Linked DNA regions of Capra hircus: region 1 is linked to region 2. Evidence: chromatin contacts called from public Hi-C data. All regions are on one chromosome and are shown on one strand. Each heading gives the region's core, a stretch centred on a gene start, on an enhancer-like site or on the middle of the called end of the contact. The rest is flanking DNA. Distances are from core to core; before and after follow the strand shown. Region 1 has its middle 22 kb from the start of TARBP1. Region 2 holds the start of TRNAR-CCU (a tRNA gene).

Region 1 (7,258 bases), core at 1,756-4,255, 550 kb before region 2:
TTCAAGAGAATAAATTTCCGCAGTTTAAGCCACCCAGTTTGCGGTACTTTGTTATACAGCCACAACAGACTACCAGAAATGAATCACTTTTAAAATAAGCCTATCTAATCATGAGTCAAAGGAATAGGCTAGACCAATTTCCTGCTAAATTTGCTTTATCAAATGGATTATTTTCAAGATACAGTTGAAGGTGGAGACGGGGGGAAATTTTCAACGTCAAGTTTAGAAACTAAAAAAATCGTAGTTCTTTCTTAAATTCTCCCTACAATGTCAATATGTCAACGTTCTTCAGATGTCCTACAATAATTCTTATTTTAATTCCAGAGTTTCTCAAACATGGAATGCCTTTAAAATATATATATATATATATATATATATATATATATAGTTCTCTTGTTTTGCAAATAAGTTCATTTGTATTATTTTTATTAGGTTTCACATGTAAGTGATACCATATGATATTTGTCTCTGACTGACTTACTTCACTTAGTATGATAATCTCTACGTTCACCCATATTGTTGCAAATGGTACTATTTCATTCTTGTTTAATGGGTGCATAGTGTTCCATTGTATACATTAATATGTACTACATGTTTATCCATTCCTCCCTTGATGGACATTTAGGTTGCTTCTATGTCTTGGCTATTGTAGATAGTGCTGCAATGAATATTGGGGTGCATGTATCTCTGCAAATTAGGGTTCTTTCCAGATATATGCCCAGGAGTGGGATTGCCAGATGTTTAGTTTTTTAATGATCTAAATAGGCATTTCTCCAAAAAAGACATACAGATGGCCATAAAGCACATGAAAAGATGTTCAACACTGCTAATTATTAGAGAAATACAAATCAAAATTACAATGAGGTACCACCTCACACTCTTCAGAATGGCCAGCATCAAAAAGTCTACAAACAATAAATGCTGGAGAGGGTGTGGAGAAAAGGGAACCCTCCTACACTGTTTATGAGAAGATACAGTTCTGAATAATAAAATCAGTATTCTTGGAACAGGCTTCGCAAACACTAGTGTGGGCAAAAACTGAAGCAGATACTCTGAGAATGTAGAGATGCCGTGAAGCAAGCCTTGGGAAATGTTGGATTCCGAAGGCTGGAGAAGAGAACCTAAGCATGCCCCAGGCAGTGGAAAGAAGGAGACTCTTGTGCCCAGGTCTGTGCGATCATGACAGGGACAGGAGGACCCAGGGACATGAGACGCTGGATGGCCCAGAGCTGAGTGCTTCCCAGGGATCATTATCTCTGTTTCTAGGAGAATCTGAGACATCAAGCATCCAGTCGTAGAAGAACGAACGGAATTTAGAACACCTGGCCCTTGGTGTCTTCCTTCGGGATCCCCTATGATCACTCCCAACAGAATTTAAAAGCCCACAATATACTCCTTTAATAGGAATACCAGACCACCTTACCTGCCTCCTGAGAAACCTGTATGCAGGTCAAGAAGCAACAGTTAGAACTGGACACGGAACAGACTGGTTCAAAATTGGGAAAGGAGTACGTCAAGTCTGTATACTGTCACCTTGCTTATTTAGCTTAAATGCAGAGTACATCATGAGAAATGCTGGGCTGTAGGAAGCACAAGCTGGAATCAAGATTGCCAGGAAAATATCAAAATCTCAGATATGCAGATGACACCACCCTTATGGCAGAAAGCGAAGGACTAAAGAGCCTCTTGATGAAAGTGAAAGAGGAGAGTGAAAAAGCTGGCTTAAAACTCAACATTAAGAAGACAAAGATCATGGCGCCCAGTCCCAACACTTCATGGCAAATAGATGGGGAAACAATGGAAACAGTGAGAGACTTTATTTTCTTTGGCTCCAAAATCACTGCAGATGGTGACTGCAGCCATGAAATTAAAAGACACTTGCTCCTTGGAAGAAAAGCTCTGACCAACCTAGACAGCATATTAAAAAGCAGAGACATTACTTTGCCAACAAAGGGTCCTTTATTCAAAGCTATGGTTTTTCCAGTAGTCATGTATGGATGTGAGAGTTGGACTATAAAGAAGGCTGAGTGTCAAAGAAACAATGCTTTTGAATTGCGGTGCTGGAGAAGACGCTTGAGAATCCCTCGAACTGCAAGGAGCTCAAATCAGTCAATCCTAAAGGAAACCAACCCTGAATATTCATTGGAAGGACTGATGCTGAAGCTGAAGCTCCAATACTTGGCCACCTCGTTAGAAAAGATCCTGATGGTGGAAAAGATTGAAGGCAGAAGGAGAAGGGGACAACAGAGTACGAGATGGTTGGATGGTATCACCGACTCAATGGACATGAATTTGAGGAAGCTCTGCGAGATGGTAAAGGACAGGGAAGCCTGGCGTGCTGCAGTCCAAGGGGTCGCAAATAGTTGGACACGACTGAGCAACTGAACAAAATTGCTCCTTCCGTGAAATGACTGCAGATCAATGGTGTAAAAGCCCGGATGGTGCCCGCAATGTCACCTCCTGGCCACCAGATGGCGCGCGGCATCCACAGTGCACTTGCGCGGCCTCTGCCTGCCCCAGCGCTGGCCCGGGGCCCAGAGGAAATGTGTTTGTGTGTCTCCTCTTAGGGAGCGCCCTGCAACGTTTTTACACTTTACAAAGCTCATCGGCAGAGGAGCATGTGAAACGGCACACGGCACAGCTGTGCTCTTCCTGTCCTGTCCCTCGCGGGGACACGTCAGCAGCATTTCCCCTTGTCTGTAGAATTTCGGAGCCTTCTTGCCCATTTGTTCTCAGAACTGGAGCTAGACGCGGGGAGGACTTTGCTTCCATTTTGAAACCCACAATCCTGCTGGAAAAGAAGAGGAAAAAAATATCCCAAGATTGTGTATGAGGGCAGGCACGTTGCTGGCGTGAAAACAAACTGCCAAAACTTTGTTACTCTGGTATTCTGTCAGCTAACACAGTGGGGTGGAAGATTTTGACGTCATCCCAGACCTCAGCCCCAAAGAGTTAATGATGTTACTCATGCCACTGGGGCCGGGAAGAAAGACTCGCGTTTTGGGGTGGTTGCTGCTTGCCCAGAGCTGTGGAATGAGCTGTGAGGCTGAAGGCCAAGGGACTTGGGCCACCCATGCAGTGAAATAATCCCCCAGAAATGCGCTGCCTGGAGTGGAAATGAACAGTCATTCCAGGGCATTTACTAAATATTACGGACAATCATTCAGGCTACAGTTGGTTGGACTCTCAACACTGCAAATCTCACATTTGGGATACATTACGCAGATAGCAGGAAATAATCGAAATCAAACAATGGTCAAGTTCTGGGTCATAAGCAGTGAAGCCTCTTCTTATTTTCTGTTCCAATAGCAATGTATAATTAATAACCTAGTTTTTGACTGGAAGGAATATTTCAATATATGGGTGATGCTTTCAGAAGGGCCTCAGCGAGTCACTTTTTATTTCCTTCTTTCTCTTTCTGAAGTAGGGCCCTGAAAGGGAAGACAAAGGCAATATTCAAATATGACCTACATTTTTGACCCAATCAGAAACGTGTGTGAATCAAGACAAGCAAAACCTTGGCACCTACTCTTTGTCTGGCACCCTGTCCCATGTCTGAAAAGTACTTTATTATTTCATCTTCCTGACAACGACTTAGTATTTGGCATTGCCCCAGGTTTTCAGATGAGAAATCTGGGCTCAGAGAGGTTAAGTCGCTCGCCAGAAGTCACACAGCCAGTAAATGCGAGAGCTAGAAAATAGACACAGGTATTTTGGACTTGAAGGCCTGGGTTTGTTCTCCTTCGTCAAGGCATTTCATAGACTCACAGAACCTTTGAGTTAGGAGAGGTCTGGGAGGTCATTTAGATAAACCCTCTAAATCATGCAATAATCCCTTCCGCACTGTTCTCTATAATTGTAAATATAAATGTGCCTGGAATCAAAAGCTGAAGCTTAGAAAGAAATAAGAGCAAGACTTCAGAATGCAGACAGAGGGCCTAAATAAATGGAATAGATTTTGTTTCAATTTTATTTAAATATTTTTAAAAATGGATAATACACACAAGTGGGATGGTCATAATATTCTCAAGTGCCTCTGTGCTATAACTAAAAATGATGCAGAGGAATGCTACTATCTCAAAACACCTTTCTGAACCAGAAAGCTAACTTTCTGGTGAAAAGCTCCCCCTCTATACTGGAGGCAGGTAACTGCAGGCGTGAGGGTAGGGGACTGGCCTCAGGCCACACAGCAAGCCGGTGGCCGAGCTAGAAATAGAACTGATGGCTGTGTGTCCTAGCTCTGCCCTGCCACCTCACACTTAGTCCCTTGTCATGACCAGCGCTGTGTGAATTTGGTAAGGAAACCCAACACTGGGTTTCGGTTTTCATTACACACCGGAAACTTGGCCTGAGATCACTAAAAAGTTCACTGTGGTTTGTGAACCTTTCAAACGGATGGAGCCAGGTTTCTGCCATGTGCCTGCCCCCGCCGATGCCAGGGGGGGGATTTATGGGGCTGAGCGGGAACCAGGTACAATTCCATAGCCTCAGCAGTGCCGTGTCCCAGGTACGGGCGGCCTGGGGTGACACTGCAGGCCAGGAGCCTCTGCAAATCACAGCTGCTACAGTTTCTCTCCACTCCAGCTGGGGAGAGAGAGAAAAGGAGGGAATGATTTAGGAGGTGTGCATATTCATTTGCAAACAAAGTTATGGAAGTTGCTAGTGAGATTTATATTGGTAATTAAGTGATAATGGCTGTGTAAAGCTGCTTGAGTTGGATTCCTGGAAAAAACTGGAGGGACTGAGGCTCTTTTGAGAAATGTCTTATTGTGTAGCATTTTCAGAAACAATTTGGGTTTCTATAGTACTTTAAAAAAAATTATTGAAGTTGCTTTACAAGGTTGTGTTAGCTTCTGCTCTACAGCACAGTGAGTCACCTATACATGTGCATATATCCCCTCTCTCTTGGACTTCCTTCCCATTTAGGTCCTCACAGAGCACTGAGTAGGGTTCTCTGTGCTACACAGTAGATGCTCATTAGCCATCTATTTGATGCATGCATGCTTAGTCCCTCAGTCGTGTTCAGCTCTTTGAGACTGCTGGACTGTATCCTGCCAGGCTCCTCTGTCCGTGGGATTCTCCAGGCAAGGATACTGGAAGGGGTAGCCATTCCCCTCTCCAGGGGATCTTCCTCATCCAGATATCAAACCCGGATCTCCTGCGTTGCAGGCGCCTTCTTCACCACTGAGCCACCAGGGAAGCCCACGTACTATCAACTGTGCCTATATGTCAACCCCAATCTCCTACTTCATCCCACCCTACCTCTTGCCCCTTGGTGTCCATAGGTTTGCTTTCTATGTCTGTGTCTCTGTTTCTGCTTTGTAAATAAGATCATCTATATCATTTTTACAGATTCCACATATATATATGTTAATATGCAGTATTTGTTTTTCTCTTTCTGACTTCTTCACTTTGTATGACAGTCTCTAGGCCCATCTGTGTCACTACAGATGAACCAATTTCATTCCTTTTTGTGGCTGAATAATATTTCATTGTTTATTTGTACCATATCTTCTTTATCCCTTCCTCTGTTGATGGATATTTAGGATGTTTCTGTGGCTTGGTTATTGTAAATAATGCTGCAATGAACACTGGGGTGCAAGTGTGATCTCACTACCTGGGGTTTATTATACTCATATAGTATTTTATAGCCACTAACTAGTAACTCCTCAAAACACCCTTGTGAGGCAGGCCACTGGGCCAGCCTATATTGGCAGATCCCAGGGATGGGCTATCTGTACGTGAGGCCTGGATTAGTTCCACTTACTCCTGTCCCAGGCCAGGGAAGGAAGGTCAAGAAGATGTCCTTCAAGTGACATGGCCAAGTAGGGAACGTCTTGTTTTGGTTTAAATCACGAAGACCCTCTGTACAACCAGCTTGAAATTATCCAGTTTAATTGAGGGAATTAGGAGAACTCTGAAGAAACCAGGTTCCAAGACCATGCAAAGACCTTGCAAGAATTCAAGTTCAAACGACTATGGAAGACAGAAATGATTCTCTTCCCTTGCTGGCTGGCAATGGTGGCCTGAATATCCACGAGGCTGGGGATGGGGAATAAAGGAAAGTATTCTCTAAATATTCTCCAAAATATTAAATATATCATCAAATATATATAAATACATATGACATATACTTTTGTATATTATAATTATGTTTTAATTATATATTATGAGATATATACATATAATGTATTGTGAGATATATGATATGTGTTATAAATTTGTGTATATAATTTATGTCAATATAAATTATATGTAGAGAGATGTTCGCGTGTGAGAACACATGTGTGCTCTGTAATGAGTTAGATCTCTTTCAGAAAACTGGACTGAGGTGTTCTTATTTTTCTTCTTTCCCTTAATGGTGGAAGTCTAAATAAATATTCAGTTCCGAGACTAAGAGTGGAAGAAACAGTCCCTGCTTATGCTGGTTTAACTTAATGATTTTCCAACTTCGTGACAGTTCAAAAGACTTCCCTCTTGGTGCAGTGGTTAAGACTCCACAGTTCTATTGCAGGGAGCAAGGGTTCAATACCTGCTTGGGGAACTAAGATCCTGAAAGCTGAGCAGTACAGCAAAAACAAAACCAAACAAAACAAAAAAACAATAGGCGTTCAGTAGAAAAAGAAGTTCAGATTTTGAATTGCGATCTCTCCCCAGGCTAGTGATTTGGGTCACGACCCTCCATCCTCCTTGGGGATGCTGGGCGACAAGCAGCAGCTCCCGATCAGCCTCGTTGTCATGAGTGTTCACAGTCCATACATTTACAACCATTGAGTCCCCAGATAACTATTTTGTTTTCCGCTCTCAGTACAGTATTCAACCAATTGCATGAGCTATTCAGCACTTTATCATGAAATAGGTTTTGTGTTAGATGATTATGCTCAAACTGCATCCGATGGGTTTAAAGGGGCGTGACCCCATCGTGAGTCAAGCAGTACCTTTTGAATATTCAAGGTGAAGCTTGCTTATAGGAAATACTGAAAACCCCATCTTGTCACAGGTTTGTTGCCTTTCAGGGTTTTAAAATGCTCCTTCAGTTCTTGCAGCCATACGAGCAGGCTTGCAGGTATATATGTTTGTAAGCTGAGGACAGGGACTTCCCAGGACTGGTTTTTTTACAGTGCACCTTAGTTAAGTGAAGGAGGGTCAGTGTGACTCTTCCCATCCCATCTTTGGGGTATGTATCTCGTGCCAGCATCTCTGAACAAACCTCATAGTGCAAGACTAGAGAGGGACTACTTTTGGAGGCTGTGACAAT
Region 2 (6,249 bases), core at 2,212-4,711:
TTTTTCACTCTCCTCATTCATCCTCATCAAGAGGCTCTTTAGCTCCTCATTGCTTTCTACCGTTAGGTGTCATCTGCATCCCTGAGGTTATTGATATTTCTCCTGGCAATCTCGATTCCAGCTTGTGATTCATCCAGCCCAGCATTTCACATGATGTACTCTGCATGTGAGCTAAATAAGCAGGGTGATGATATACAGCCTTGCCGTCCTCCTTTCCCAGTTCTGAACCAGTCAGTTGTTCTATAGTTCACGGGGTCGCAAAGAATCGGACATGACTTAGTGACTTAACAACAACAACAAATGTGCTTTTCACATTTGTTATTTCACCCCATGAGCAGTGGCACTGTGCCCACTCCACCGGGAAGGCGGGCAGGCTCTGGACAGTACATGACAGACCCAAGGGTATCCCACTCTGCCTGTGATAAAGCCATCTTTCCTGGTGGCTCTTAGCCATCTGTCCCTCTGCTTCAGGGCTGTAGTTAGCCTCATGTGCAAAAGGCACTGTAGGGGTGAGTCAGCCCGTGTCTGTCTGTCCATCGATCCCACTAGAGTAAAACCTCCATGAGGAAGGGACTTCCCTGGTAGTCCAGTGGTTAAGACTCCACACTCCTGATGCAGAGGGCCCAGGTTCGACCCCTGGTCAGGGAACTAAATCCCACATGCTGCAATAAAGGCGGAAGAACCTGCGTGCCGCAACAGTTAATAAGACCCAGCACAGCCATAAATAAAATAAGTAAATGTCTACATTAAAAAAAAAAAAAACTGGTACATATACAAGTCTCTCTCAACAATTGAGAATTTCATTATTGCGTAAGACTGAGGACTCCCCAGGTGGTGCTAGTGGTAACCCGCCTACCAATGCAGGACACATAAGAGACACAGGTTTGATCCCCGGATCCAGAAGATCCCCTGGAGGAGGGCATGGGAACCCACTCCAATATTCTTGCCTGGAGAATCCCATGAACAGAGGAGCCTGGCGGGCTACAGTCAATAGGGTCACAAAGAGTTGGACATGACTGAAGCGACTTAGCGCACACGAGCACTTCAAAACACAAGATTATGTTCCATGCCTGGGTCACACAGAATAAAAGTTGAAAAGCCTCCCTCCCTCGGATCAGTGGCCTTTGGGAGCCGAGGCCAGCAACAGGGGACTCTGTTTTCTCGTGGGCAGGACACATAACACACAGCAGAGAAGAGACGCCAGGGCTGGCTCTCCTACCTCCCACCACCACGCTTTCCAAAAGGCTATTTGGCTCCAATGGATCATATGACTTGTTCTTAGAGTTACATTTTAACTGACAAAGTTTAACAACAACTATGACTTATGGCCTTCTAAAATTGGCAGCAGAAAAATGAACTGAGGAAGTAATGGAAAAAAACCGCAAGTGAAGCCACTCTGTAACATGCACAATTTCTGTTGTGTTTTTTTTTTTTTTTTCCTTTCTAAGCATGTATATGTGTGTGTGTGTATTTTCAAATGGTAGAAAATATTTTCCAGATACACTGCCCGGGCATTTCCAGGCATGTATTTGTGCCAAGTTTATAAAAAGCAGCTGCAGACAGGGTTGACCGAAAGGATTGCTCTGCTGTCTGGCTTCCAGAAGGTGCTTGGGTCCTAGCTCTGTCATCAGGACACATTCTTACCTCCTAAAGCTCTCTCACCTGTGTCCTGCTCCCGAAAGAAGACAAACCTCTTTGGGGGCCCCGTGACCCAGAGGGACGTGGGGCCCCTACCCTCCTAGGATTCACAACACGCTTTTGTTTTGCAGGGTCCTATAATGACCTGTGCTTTATCACTTTTAGTCACTCGAAATCCCCACGCAGACACAGAAAGGAAAGGGTTCCGAGGTGCATTTCATAAATATCTGGACGACCTGCTTGGAGGGGCAGAATGGTGGGAGGCCCATTGGCGTCAGTTTCTGAATTGTGCAGAGCAGACTGTGGAACTGCGTGGCTGAGCCTGTGTCAAACTGTCTGCATCTTCTCACGTGGACCTGAGACTCTCCAGTCCCCTCCCCTCGGCCCTCAGTGGGTGAAGCCCCCGGCTGCCCAGTGAGAAGCTCCAGCCTCCCTTGCGCCCTGGAGGGGCCTCTCCCTGGGACACCCTGAGCCACTGTCTGCCTGCACCCACATCCAGACACTCACTGGCCTGAGGCAGGCCTTATGAGGCACAGCCTTAATGAGGATGACCATAACCTGCTCCCTCGCTTTCCCGGGGGGTGACTAATTCATTAATCCTGGGAAGGCCCTTTGCAGAGGACAGGCAGGGTATTACTCATGGGACTGAAGGCAGGCACCTGACCCAGTCTGGGCCTGAGTCAGCAGAGAGACCTCCCACCTGCAGGCAGGCTGGGCAAGCTGGCCGGGCTCCCTGCTCAAGGTCAGGGTTGGCCAAGGGGAGGGGTGTGGCCAGCACGCCTCCACAGAGTTTGGGAACCGTGTCTCATGGGCGTTTGCATGGTTGAATAAGCCTTCAAATGACTCTGCCAAGAGGCCAGCACACCTTGAGAATATCAGTCAAGACAGGATTTCCTGGTCATTGTTAGGGGAAAATGCTTTTCTCAGAGCGAATTCCTCCCAAGAAATGTTGTTTTCGCCTCCCCTGAGAGGGAAGCGAGCTGAGGCAGCAGCGATGGGCAGTCTGGGGGACCTGAGATAGGTGTGCAAATGTGGGGGACAGCTATGTTTTCTCTCCTCCAGCTCTTGGTCCTCTGTCTGCTCCCCACTCACATCTCACAGGAAGAGGAAGTGGCAGCCAGAACTGGGAAGCAAGGGTCAAAACCAGTGCATGAAGGCGAGGGCTGCTCAGGCCCACACCCCTACCCACCCTTGACCCGGCGGAGGGGGTTCTGACACAGCGGCAGCTCAGAAGCCAGGAACAGAAAGCCTTTGAGTGGCCAAGTTGACGCCAAGATTCCACTGCCGAGAGCCCGTTTCCTGCACTCGGCACATTCTTCCCCACCCCGTTCCCCCTTCCAGCCCCTTCTCCCAGTGACCCTGCTCCACGCTGCCTCTGTGCACGCAGCCCTAGTTTCTTTTTCCTTCTAGAACACAAGTCATGCGACCAGAAGCATTGCAGGCACTTCTGCTTTCTCTTTTAGGCCCCCAGGTCCTTATAAGTCTTTCATGGCCCTTGCTGCTTCCCTAGATTGCCTGAAACTCTAGAGGGCCCCCACCCCCACCACACACAGAATGATAAAGATGCAAAAATAGGATGGACAGAGGGGACCCTGAGGGCAGAAAGGGAGGCAGCTGGGCTACTCCTCTTTGCAGGCACCCAGGGATGGGCAGGGCAGACTGGGTTGGGGGCAGAGCAGCAGGAACAGGCTACGAAATGATTTTGTTCTGTTCTGTTTGGAAGGAGGTGGGTGGAAATGACAGTTTGGAGAGGATTGGAACGAGGGAAAACGGTTTCAGGGGAGGAAGCCTCTTTTCTCCAGTTCTAACAGTGCCATCCAGTGGCTGAGCGAGCAGGCGCAGGGCAGAGGTGCAGGGCAGAGCCTCTGGACAGCCCCCACGGCCCTGTGGAGAGAGGAGCTGCGGGACTTTCAAAGGGCGCCCAGCTGATGGCCGGGGGCCGGCCTCCAGCCGCATAGCCAAACTCTTCCCTAGAATGGTTTGCAAGGACACAGCCAAGAGAGCTCCCCAAGTGCACCCTTAAAAACCCCAGTGGAGGGACTTCCCTGGTGGTCCAGTGGCTAAGACTCTGCAGTCTCGACGCAGGGGTCCCGGCTTCGATCCCTGGTCAGGGAATGAGATCCCACATACTGCAGCTACAGATTCCACATGCCACAAGGAAGATCAGAGATCCAGTATGCTGCGATGCAGACAAATAAATAAATAAATAGATAAGATATAAATTGTGTTTCCCGAAGGACAAATAAGATGAGCTTCTTTCCGAAAAATAAAATAACCCAAATGGATAGAGGCGACCAAGCTTACCAGGCTCCTGCTTCGTTTAGCTTCTGCCTACATACACACAGGCGTCGCCTGGAGGCGTTATCCCATGAGAGACACCAAAGCGCATTTGCAACCGGAAAAGTGGTCAGTGACCAGAGCAAGCCTTTCTGGGCCCTCAGACCCTCGTCTATGTTCAAGGGAGAGCGAGGGCAGAAGGATGCTGAGCGAGACGAGGCAAGGTGAGCACACCTACGGAAACCTAATCAGGCTAAACTTCCAGCTCAGGACACAAATCTCCTGGCATTTCACTTAACTGTAGTTGCTTTCTTTTTTTTTCTTTTTTCAACCCTGTAAATCAAAATCAATTTGGCTTAGAACTCCACAAATAGCTTTCTTTCCAAAGAGAGGCATTTTACTAAAATAGGAGACTTTGCCAGCCGTTGTGTGTTTGGTACCTGGAATCAAGGAGCAAGTGGACCTCCATAATAACGTTCCCCCAGGAGTCCAGGCTCTTGATGCTCTTCACACCCTGAGACGCTGAGCTGCTGTGAACCTCTGAGGCAGTGACCTCATGCGCTAGCTTCTGTGCTCAGCTGTATCTCAGCTCTTGTGACCCGATAGACTGTAACCCGCCAGGCTCCTCTGTCCATGGGCTTCTCCAGACATGAATACTGGAGTGGGTTACCATGCCCTCTTCCAGGGGATCTTCCCCACTCAGGGATCGAACCCAGCTCTCCTACATTGCAGGCAGATTCTTTACCATCTGAACCTGTTCTATAAAACCAGGAGATATACAGTGAGATCCACAGTTTTCAAAACTCACTCCTCAGCACTAGCAGAGGGATATCAGTTTGGTGGGACTTTGGTTACCACCTCCTTTACCAGAACAACTCGGCCTTTGTCCATTTTTTTTCATAGTTGGCTGCTAGGCAAGATCTTACAGACAAGCAAAAGTTAGGAGAATTCAGCACCACTAAATCAGCTTTGGGCTTCCCCGGTGGCTCAGACGGTAAAAGTGTCTGCCTGCAATGCAGGGGACCCAGGTTCGATTCCTGGGTCAGGAAGATCCCCTGGAGAAGGAAATGGCAATCCACTCCAGCACTCTGGCCTGGAAAATCCCATGGAAGGAGGATAGGCGACAGTCCACGGGGTCACAAAGAGTCAGACACGACTGAGCGACTGAACTGAACTGAACTGAACTGAAATCAGCTTCACAACAAATGCTAAAGGAACTTCTCTAAGCAGGAAACACAAGAGAAGGGGGAAAAAAAAACTACACAAAATAAGCCCAAAACAGTTAAGGAAATGGTAATAGGATCCTACATATCGATAATTACCTTAAATGTAAATGGATTAAATGCACAAAAGACAGAATGACTGGGCAGATGAAAACATGCCCATGGATGCCCTTCCACTTACCACATCACTCTGCTTGGCCCCCACATAGTATGTAATTATTTTATATTGTTATTTTAATCATGTTTCCATTATGGCTTGCAATTGTAATGATTTTTTATGTTTTGTCTGGCTATCGATTGTGAAAACGTCTTCTACAATTGAAAATAAAAGATCTTATATGAACAAAGGGTTCCACAGTGCATAGCCAATTTTTTTTAATTTTTCATTTTATTTTACTTTACTTTTCATTTGGCTGCACCAGTTCTTAATTGTGGGATGGGGAATCTAGTTCTGCAACCTAGGATCAAATCCGGACTCTCTATGTTGGGAGCACAGAGTCCCAGCCACCACCAGAGAAGGAACACCAGAGGTCTCTTCATGGGCACTTCTGAGGCGCTTGCCTGGACCACAGTTCTCATGACGCCCCACCACGCCAGCAGACGCCCTAACACCACGTCTGTACGTCGTCACTGCATTCCCAGATGACGACTGACTACCCAAGAGATGGACAGCTGTCCCAGGCGACCCAATCTGGTTCTTCCTCCCCAGAATTTGAAAGTGGGTCAGGCTGGGTCCAAGTCAGTCTCCCGTCAGAGCTGAGGTGGCCAGCAGGGAATGGGTGTCTGGGATTAGGGGAGAGAGGAGCCCTGAGCAGCTTTCCACTCCCCGTGGGGTTCCCCCAACCTCCTCCCGCCATGTCCTCCTTCAGTAAACAATGTCACCTGTTAAAAGCTGCCATGTTCCCCTTCAGTAAACATCCCCTATTAAAAGCTTTAAAAGCTCTAGACAGGATCCTCTAAAAGCTTCCTCCTGTCTCTAAGAAAAGGCGAGATCACCCAGCCCAGTGCAACACACCTCATCTCCCTGGAGCCACATTCTGGCTTTTCTCTTTTGCTTTTTTAAGTGCAGTTTCTGGGACTTCCCTGGTGGTCCAGTGGTTGAGATTCCACG

The links. Hi-C and Micro-C count contacts between places; a contact is called where the count stands out from the background.
Region 1: a Hi-C map of liver shows a contact between it and region 2, with 8 times the contacts expected there. The contact joins two enhancer-like sites. A contact is called at or near these places in 3 of 5 Hi-C or Micro-C datasets (blood and liver).

What each region holds. Positions count from the first base shown.
Region 1 is chr28:38,059,083-38,066,340 of ARS1.2, reverse strand. No RefSeq gene overlaps it. Among named protein-coding and RNA genes, the nearest start is that of TARBP1, 22 kb to the left of the region's middle. Within about 2 kb of position 3,005, at least 5 of the 5 cell types and tissues checked have an H3K27ac peak or open chromatin away from gene starts, as enhancers often do.
Region 2 is chr28:37,511,008-37,517,256 of ARS1.2, reverse strand. TRNAR-CCU (a tRNA gene) reads left to right here and starts at 576; the gene lies at 576-648. Within about 2 kb of position 3,461, at least 3 of the 5 cell types and tissues checked have an H3K27ac peak or open chromatin away from gene starts, as enhancers often do.